2 separate regions of the Danio rerio genome follow, and region 2 is linked to region 1. Evidence: chromatin contacts called from public HiCAR-type data. All regions are on one chromosome and are shown on one strand. The core of a region is the stretch at or near the end of the contact, and the rest is flanking DNA. Distances in the headings are between cores, read along the strand shown. Region 1 overlaps tnrc18 (trinucleotide repeat containing 18). Region 2 overlaps rnf216 (ring finger protein 216).

Evidence for each region. HiCAR-type assays count read pairs that join an accessible place to other places.
Region 2: a HiCAR-type map of caudal fin shows a contact between it and region 1, with 5 times the contacts expected there. The contact joins two enhancer-like sites. A contact is called at or near these places in 6 of 18 Hi-C or Micro-C datasets (caudal fin, embryo, fibroblasts and 2 more) and 3 of 4 datasets of contacts at active chromatin or transcription factors (caudal fin, embryo and gastrula embryo).

The regions. Positions count from the first base shown.
Region 1 is chr3:39,363,577-39,367,792 of GRCz12tu, reverse strand. The region is part of intron 2 of tnrc18 (trinucleotide repeat containing 18); the gene reads right to left. Among named protein-coding and RNA genes, the nearest start is that of tnrc18, 28 kb to the right of the region's middle. Within about 2 kb of position 1,997, at least 7 of the 62 cell types and tissues checked have an H3K27ac peak or open chromatin away from gene starts, as enhancers often do. A contact at or near this core is called in caudal fin, where this site is marked.
Region 2 is chr3:39,586,630-39,590,845 of GRCz12tu, reverse strand. The region is part of intron 13 of rnf216 (ring finger protein 216); the gene reads left to right. Among named protein-coding and RNA genes, the nearest start is that of rnf216, 31 kb to the left of the region's middle. Within about 2 kb of position 2,530, at least 45 of the 62 cell types and tissues checked have an H3K27ac peak or open chromatin away from gene starts, as enhancers often do. A contact at or near this core is called in caudal fin, where this site is marked.

The sequences.
Region 1 (4,216 bases), core at 748-3,247:
GAGACAAAAAGGTTATTTGAATAAATATATCTGTTTAATAAATCTGTTTTGTTTAAATGCACCGAAATACATTGCCTATATTCACTGAGAAATGGATAAAAAAATATTCATTTTCAAAATATGGTGTTCTCCATTATGCTGAGCAATGTAGATCTCCACTTTAATATGAAATATTCTCCTGTCAGAAAGATTACAAGACTTTGTGAAAACCGCAATTTTAATTTACAAAATGTCTCCACAGTATTTAAAATGAGTGACCATTGTCAAGTACACACTGCGTTTACAGCATTTGTCGTCTAACGGATTTGTCATAAACACGTTAGGCACTAAAATAATTGGAAAAAATAGATTTCAGTAAGTATTATGAAACATGTATCCACCAATGCTTAACCAAGTCATTTAATTTTTGCTTTTTATAAACCAAAGGAGATTCATATGTAATGTATAAATGTACTGTTATGCAATTCCTCTTTCAGCGAGTGCTCTGTGTTAAAAGTTAAGACAAGCATATGGGTAAGTTTATATACTTAAAACACTCCTGGACTCATTTCTCAAAGCACTTCTTTAAGCTCAACATCTGCTGGCATTTCCTACTAGACGCCAAAAATCGAAGCCCTTTGGGTGATGATTCATATCATTTCAGCGGTGTTTACAGGTTTGTTTTCAATTGCTGCACTGTAAATATCAAGAGGTGCTCAAACACATCTGAATCAGTTGATCCTTACAAGCAAATCAAATGAGTAGATAAATGCAATAAGTTCTAAATGGTACAAAATGAGAAAGCCAGCACTCAGATGAAACACACGTTGGCTAGGGAACAAAAATGAACATAAAACACAAGATTTAATGTTTAAGTGCATTTAAAAAAAAACAAATAAACACAAAAATGACACAAAATTACTCAAAAGGCAGACTGAAATATTAACTCTACTTTGAACACTGTAGATCTATTATGAGGACTTAGTTTATAAAACAAGTGCAAGCATAGAGCCCTTGTCAAATTGCAGGAAAAAATGGTTGCCATTAAGATGAATTACAGCCCTGTGGAAAAAAATATGTACTTCCTATAGAAATGGTCCTCAACCACATTTCAGTAAAAAGCTTTCCATAACGGTAATGTAAAGCATTAAAGTTGAGGGACAGAATGTTGTCACTTAGAAATCCAAGAATAACAGCCATCTGGTAAGTTGGATTCATGCGTGAAATTTTTGGAACGAGTGTTCAATGTTGTACATGTTTGCTTCCCAAGCTGGTGCAGAAACTCCAAAAGGTACACCCACCCCTTTCCAAAAACAGAGCCGCAGTTACACTTATTTTAGCTTGCTCAAGCATCTACTTTCCTCAAGTGTAAGAGACAAACAATATTACAAACTAAATTACTCATTTACAGGGTTAAAACCTCTCAAAAACAACTGCTTTATTCCTTCGTCCTCACAATTGTACAAAGTCTTAGAGTTCAGTAAGTGTAGTACCTGCAAAATAGTTCTGAATCAAGCAGGAAAGCACACATAAGGAACAAAATAACAATCGCTTACTTTCCACCTAACATGTACAAGGCCATGTATATTTAGGACTGAAATTGCACACTTTGATATAGCCCACATGAAATTTCAGGCATGAAGTTTGCTTACATGCCCCTCAAGTCTTCACGCATGTGACTTGGTTTAGATCCAGCAAAGCAGAAGCCTCTCTGCCTCGTAACCTGGTACTAAAATTTGCGTTCAAACGCAGCCTTGCTTTACAACTTAAGCATGCATGTGTACAAAGCGCTTGAAAATATCGTTTAAAAACCTCACTTCCCAACATTGTGCACCTACACGGAACGATGAACAATTTTGTTTTATAGCACACTTAGATGATGCTCTTCCAAAAACCACAAACACAAAAACAACATATTCCATAAAATCTGGTGAGCCGACTGAACAAGAGTCTGAGATCCGTTTTCGCTTTCAAACAGAGGAAATTTGGCTATTGAACAGTTATTATTGGAAAGAATGGAATGTTCAGGCAGTTCCCAGGAAACTGAGTCATTCCATAAACATATGATGCATCCGCTACTTATTGCAACTACGCATGAAGACCATTTATGAAAAAAGCCATAAAAAACAAACAAACATGTCAATAAGAAAGGCAATCTCAAAACCACTTTGGAAGGAGTACATTTTTAAGATAACTGCTCTTGAATCATGTTGTCAGAATCACAATTACTTCACTATGTGGTGTGTTTGTGGCACAAACAATGTTTTAGCACTAACACTGACAGATTTTTAAGGAAAAAAAAACAACAGCACTTATTTGAGCTCATGAGCAAACGCACCACATGCCCTTTGAAGGTCTTGGTTCTATTGATTGTGCACCCAAGAAATGGCAAGATAGAGATATGCATGTATGTGTGTGTGTACACACACACACACACACACACACACACACAGTGTATTTTTTTGTTATTCTTCAAAGAACTGAATGACTCATCAAAGCTAAAGGCAATACAAATAAAACAATCATCTTTGAATGATAATTATCCAATAAGGGTAAGGTACTGTCAGATGCAGTAACAATTTATTTATTACACTAGCCAAATCTTATCAGTATAAAACATCGAACAACACGGTGTAAAAATGTCATAATCGAGGGTTAGAGTAAGGGCGGCAACTACTAATACAAAGCTCTCTTAGGCAGATAGAAAAAGGAATGGTAAACTGCTGACATCTTAAACACTCCTAAACAAAGTCAAATCTCCTTTTCACAGAGATCTAAAAGCGTTCTCTCCTGAGATCAGCAGTGTTGCATCTGTTGAAGAGGATTAAAAAAAAAGTCTGTGACTCTATACATAAAAAAAATCTACAAAATATTGTTAATACCATACGATTACTTTTAAAATGACAACATTGAAACATCAGATTTTAATTATTTAACAAACAATTCAAGCATTATTCTGTTTCATGACAAACTGACATAGATTGTTATTTGCTTGATGTTTGTTTGAAATAATTTGCATTGTATCCAGCCCCAAGACACCAGACAGTTACTCTATATGGCATCATTAACACAGTTCGACAGTTGTTTGTTTAATGAGGACTTACAGTTTAGACTTTTAAACAACTATAACAATAAACATCAGTGACTACTGCATTATATTAACAGCAGCACATTCATTTTAATTATGGCACATGACAGAAACAACCGTTTCACAATAATCACCAGAGACAGTAACAGAAACTCCAATCTATTAGCTGCAGAAAGACATAACACTTTCTCTAAACTCATTTTTTGCATTCTTGAAGAGAAATAACAACACAATGTTCTCATTAGCTTCCAATTAAACAGTAAAGTAAGGCCCAACGCCTATATGGAGTACAAATTAGTGGATTCTTTTCCTGAAAAGGCTCATTAAGTATGACTTTTTCAACATAGATTGTGCAACACATTAGTCATCTTATAATGACCACAATATAAAGATCTGTTTCTTAAATTAAGCAACAAATACTAAATAAATGACTAAACCGCATGACAATAGAACATATCAACACGTTACTGTAAAATCAACTACATGTATTCAGACTGGGTCATAACATTTGCAGATCTAAACGTACATTTAAAGCTGCATCTCTGCAATCATACTTTCCTTTAATACGCAGTCTGGACTTTAAAGAGCATTTCTGAGCACAAGGGTCGGAGCTGAGGTGACAGGGAAAGCAATAGTTCACTCGAGAAGAGCAATAATTGTAGTGTTTGCCCCAGTCAGTGGAGGGGGAGTGATGGAAAACAAATGGGGCAATTTCAGTCATGAATCCATGCTGTCGATTTTCAATGGTTCCTAGTTAAAACATTAGGTCTTTTGGCCAAAACACACCTCGTGCTTTACTCCAGCAGCTGAATTATTTAACGTGTGCCAACACGCATTACTTTCCACAGTTTTAGCATTTTCCTTGAGAACTGTTCGCGGGCGAGTGAAGGATTGTACGGTGATCTGGGGTGAAACTACACTGCTTTTAAAAACAACTGCTCGCAGAAATGTTTCACTACAACTACACGCGTATAAGCGTTTGTAGCCGACCTGAAGATGAACGCGAGTTCTGCTTGTAGTGTTTAAGGTGAATCAACATTACACGGATTTTATACACACAACATCATCCTTATATAGTTAAATAAACGACGCATTACATCATTATTAACCCTATTAAACATGATCATTTCCTTTCCCATGTTTACCCAA
Region 2 (4,216 bases), core at 1,281-3,780, 220 kb before region 1:
TTTAGTTTCTCTTTACAAAGTGACTAGCCTGGCATCTATATTGCAGCGTTTTTTTTTTTGTTTTTTTTAGATGTGCATGAAGGGTGAATGTTTTGAGATTGTCTTTCCAAAAAACTTCCTAAAGAAACACTTTTCAGATTTTTGTTCATTATTGCTGTGGAAAGTCCATTACACAACAATTTGTACTCTAAAGACCCGATCACTCCAAGCATGATTAATTCTTAAGTATTATGACAAATATGTTTGCGTCAATCTACACTGATAAATGATAAAAATCTGTGTATTTTAGTTCATGATGTTTATTAGCCATTACCCCCTTGCAAGCAGCAGATGAGCTCAGTGTGCTACCAGTGCATCTGATCAGTCAATCTTTATTTCAAGCGAATTTGAGCGAATCAAAATCAGTGTAGCCAAATTAAACCAACTATTTTCCACAACATTTTCTGATGAGGCAACACAAAAAAAGCTGAAACTAGCACTGGACATCTGAGGTAATTTTATTTTTAATACTTCAATGATGTACTTGCTTTCTTAACATTCAGAAAACATGTCAACTTCTAGTAGTTCTATTAACCTTTGTATACCCATAGTTCGCAGTTCATTTGCTCGCTACTCTTTTCAGTTTTCTGTTGCTGATGCTTGGAATCATCTGCTGCAGATCTTAAAGCTCAACACTTATGTTCCACTATCATCCTTTAGAAATTCAATCCTGTTAATAGTACAAGATAACTGTGCTTGTTTTTAGTTTGTCCCTGGTTGTTATTATCTGCATCTGTGAGATTATTATGGTGTTGTGTCTCTGCTGCTTCATATCTCATTTTTATGTTTCCTCTCGGTCAGGTCATCATTGTAAATGAGAACTGGTTCTCAATTGACTAAACTTCTATGTATTTTTATAATTTTCCCCATGGTATAACCACTTAAGTTTTGCAAAAAGCGCTTAACATAAAGCAGAGCATCTCCAGAATGACGTAGTTTTAAATTCCACAAACTCTTCATATTTCAGTTGATTCTGATTGGCTGCCAATGTTCTATCACTTATTAGTTTTGTTTTGTATTCTGAATATTGATGGTAATCATTGTCTGATTGTTTTGGCGGTTTAATGTGCCTGCATGCTTTTATCATTAAGTAAGTAGAAGTTTGCAGCTGTTTAACCCACATTTGTCGGTGGCTGTGGAAAGCTCCAGAATTCCAGTGCCCTGTTAATGGCTTGACTGCTCATATTTCAGGTTTTCCTCTTTGTCTCTTGGATGCGTGCCCTCAAGTTCCTGTGCTCAGTGGCGAGGAGACGTCCTCTCCTCTGCCCTTCTCTTTCACTCTTTTTCCCTTAGTGAAGATAAAAAGTTGTATAACTGACACACTTTTCCCTCTCCACTGCCTTTGTGGCTCCACCCCTCATAGTGAATCCAACATGCTCATTGGCTAGACCCAGATTCTTCGAATTTGAAATGTAGTACAGTTCATATTTGACCCAGATTGTTTTCTTTTTTTATTTAGCTTTTGCACATTTCAAAAAATGCTGTTTTTCTCTCTGAGATTGGGTTAGTCGCTGCTTTCACATGCAGATCTGCCAACTTTTCCCTTTTTTTAGCTCAATGGACTGGCTTGTGTTTGCAATGTTTATTTTCCACGCAACCATGTTTTTCAGAATGGCTTTGATAGACTGCAGCAGCTGCAGCATGTTTTCCAGATCTCTTGATTTTGCACGCAAGCTTCATGTAATGACAGATTTAGTTTATTTAAATGTAACTTTTATAATGTCCAACTTGCTGCTGCTGTTTTACGTTAAAAAGCGCAATCTGTGAGATTTGTTAACATCTTAAATCTGTTATTCCCATTCAGTTTATTGGCTTGTGTTTTTGTTAAATTAGTGTAATTTAAGTTAATAATAAATATTATTTTTTAAAAGCGTTAATAAAAATTTATCGCCAAGCATTTTTTGGTTTTTAGTCAAGCGCATTCCTAATTTTAGGTTCCACTTTCGGTCTAGAATTATCATTTAGATTAGGGTTAAGGTTCACCTAAAAATCACCCTCAGGTGGTTTCAAACTGTTATGGGTTTCTTTATTCTGTTGAACACAATGATATATCGAAAAATTCATAACTTTCCAATATTAATGTCTTGGCTGTCTTTTTTGATCAATTGAATGCATTGCTCACTTAAATTAATGATTTCTTTTGTCTGCAGTCTTACTGGCCCCACCTTTTAAATGCCAGGGTGTGTATTTAGTATATATTCCAATCTTTCCAACATTCCATTGCCCAGATTCAGACATGCTGCATGCTCGACCTACATGAGATTATAGTAAGCAGTGTTTGTTCAGCCTTGCCTTTTAATATGTCTCATCACAAGCCGAACCCTGAAATCTTGAGCTCTTATTTCGAACTCTTTTGTGTTGTAGCTGTATGATGTGTAGCCGTGGCTCAGAGATGTTTGTGTGTGTGTTAGCACATGCTGTGGGTGTGCTGTTCTCCCCCTGAGGCTCATTCATGCTCATGCTCCTCCAGAACAAGCAGCCCCCCAATCAGATCCTCCGCAAATCTCCTCTTCTGCCTTATAAGGCCTGCCGTTCAGGAGAGAAGCTCTGAGCTTATTCACTGAGTGCCTGCACTGATGTCGCAACATGCTCTCTAGCTACTTTATGCCGTTTTACTTTCAAGAACTCACAAAATGTGCACAGGAAAATGGTCACTGCATGCATGATGCATTAATACAACTTGTAACAGCTGCATTAATACAATGTATATATTATGCTCATTGTACATCCATCTGGATATAGTACCCACAGTTTTTGATAATTGTGCTTATAACTTATACCTATATCCTGCAGTTGCTGTGCTTGCAGACTTAAACTGCGTAGCTGTATCCAAAATCGCATACTTCCATACTATATAGTCTGATAAAAACAGTATGCAAGCCGAGTAGTATGTTCGAGTTCATAGTATTCGAAAAACAATATGTAAGAAGTCCCCGGATGACCTACTGTACTACCTATTGTAACAGTTTTAGTATTATCAGGGTGTCTTAAAAAGTATTAAAAGTTGATAAGGCAATGTGGAGAAATTTTAGCCCCTTAAAACTGGTGGTGGATGAGGAGATCCCCCTTTGTGTAAAGTGACTTGAGTGCCCAGAAAAGTGCTATATAAATGTAAGGAATTATTTATATTATTAAGAAGTCTTAAGACGAGGCAGTGGCGCAGTAGATAGTGCTGTCGCCTCACAGCAAGAAGGTCGCTGGGTCGCTGGTTCAAACCTCAGCTCAGTTGGCGTTTCTGTGTGCATGTTCTTCCAGCCTTTGCGTTGGTTTCCTCCGGGTGCACAAGCCGACAAGAAAATGAATGAATGAATGAAGAAGTCTTAAATGCTATTTTGCAAGGTATTAAATTTAGATTTTTCATTTTTGATTATGCAATGTATAGTTGTATTCTAAAGTTTGCCTGAATTAAGTTTGCGAATATTATTATGCTGTTTAGTTTGTAAAATCAGTAAAATCTTTCTAGATTTGAGATAATGTTGCTTTGTTTACTGCAGTAACCAAGGGAACACCATTATTTCTGCAGTTCTATAAGCCCTCACCTGCTGAATTAGCTAGATTTAATACATTTTTATTCAATATATAAATATGGTTTTAGTTTTGGATTAGTTTCTTACATACTTTAATTTAGTAAATATACTGCCAGTTAGAATCTTACCAGTGTTTCCAGTTGAAAAGTGGTTATATGGTTTTAAAATAGGTCTTAAAAGGGATTGAATTTCACTCTCTGATTCCTGTATATACTCTGATTATGTCATAGATTCTGGTATCCTACCAAATCCAAAGTTGTGGGCTCAGTATTTAAACACTTTAAATGTTGACAGAACATCTAAACATGGCCGGTGGCTTTTTCTCTAAATCAAGGGTGCCCAAACCTTTTTGTATAAAGTGCCAAATACCAAATTTCAATAAAAACTTTGGGCCGAAGGTTAATATACTAAACTATATTACGTAAAATTTGCAATGAGTAATTTCTTAAATTATTTCAGAATATTTAAAAATATATAAAAAACATTAATAATCATATGAACTAATGCAGTATATCTTTTAAAATTATAACTTATTCCGATAAAAACACAGTGGAGTTCACTGAATACAGTAGTCAAGCCGAATCTGCCTTTGCATTGATTTGCTCACCAAAGTCTCTGCGATGTTCACAACCCATCATTTATGCATTTCA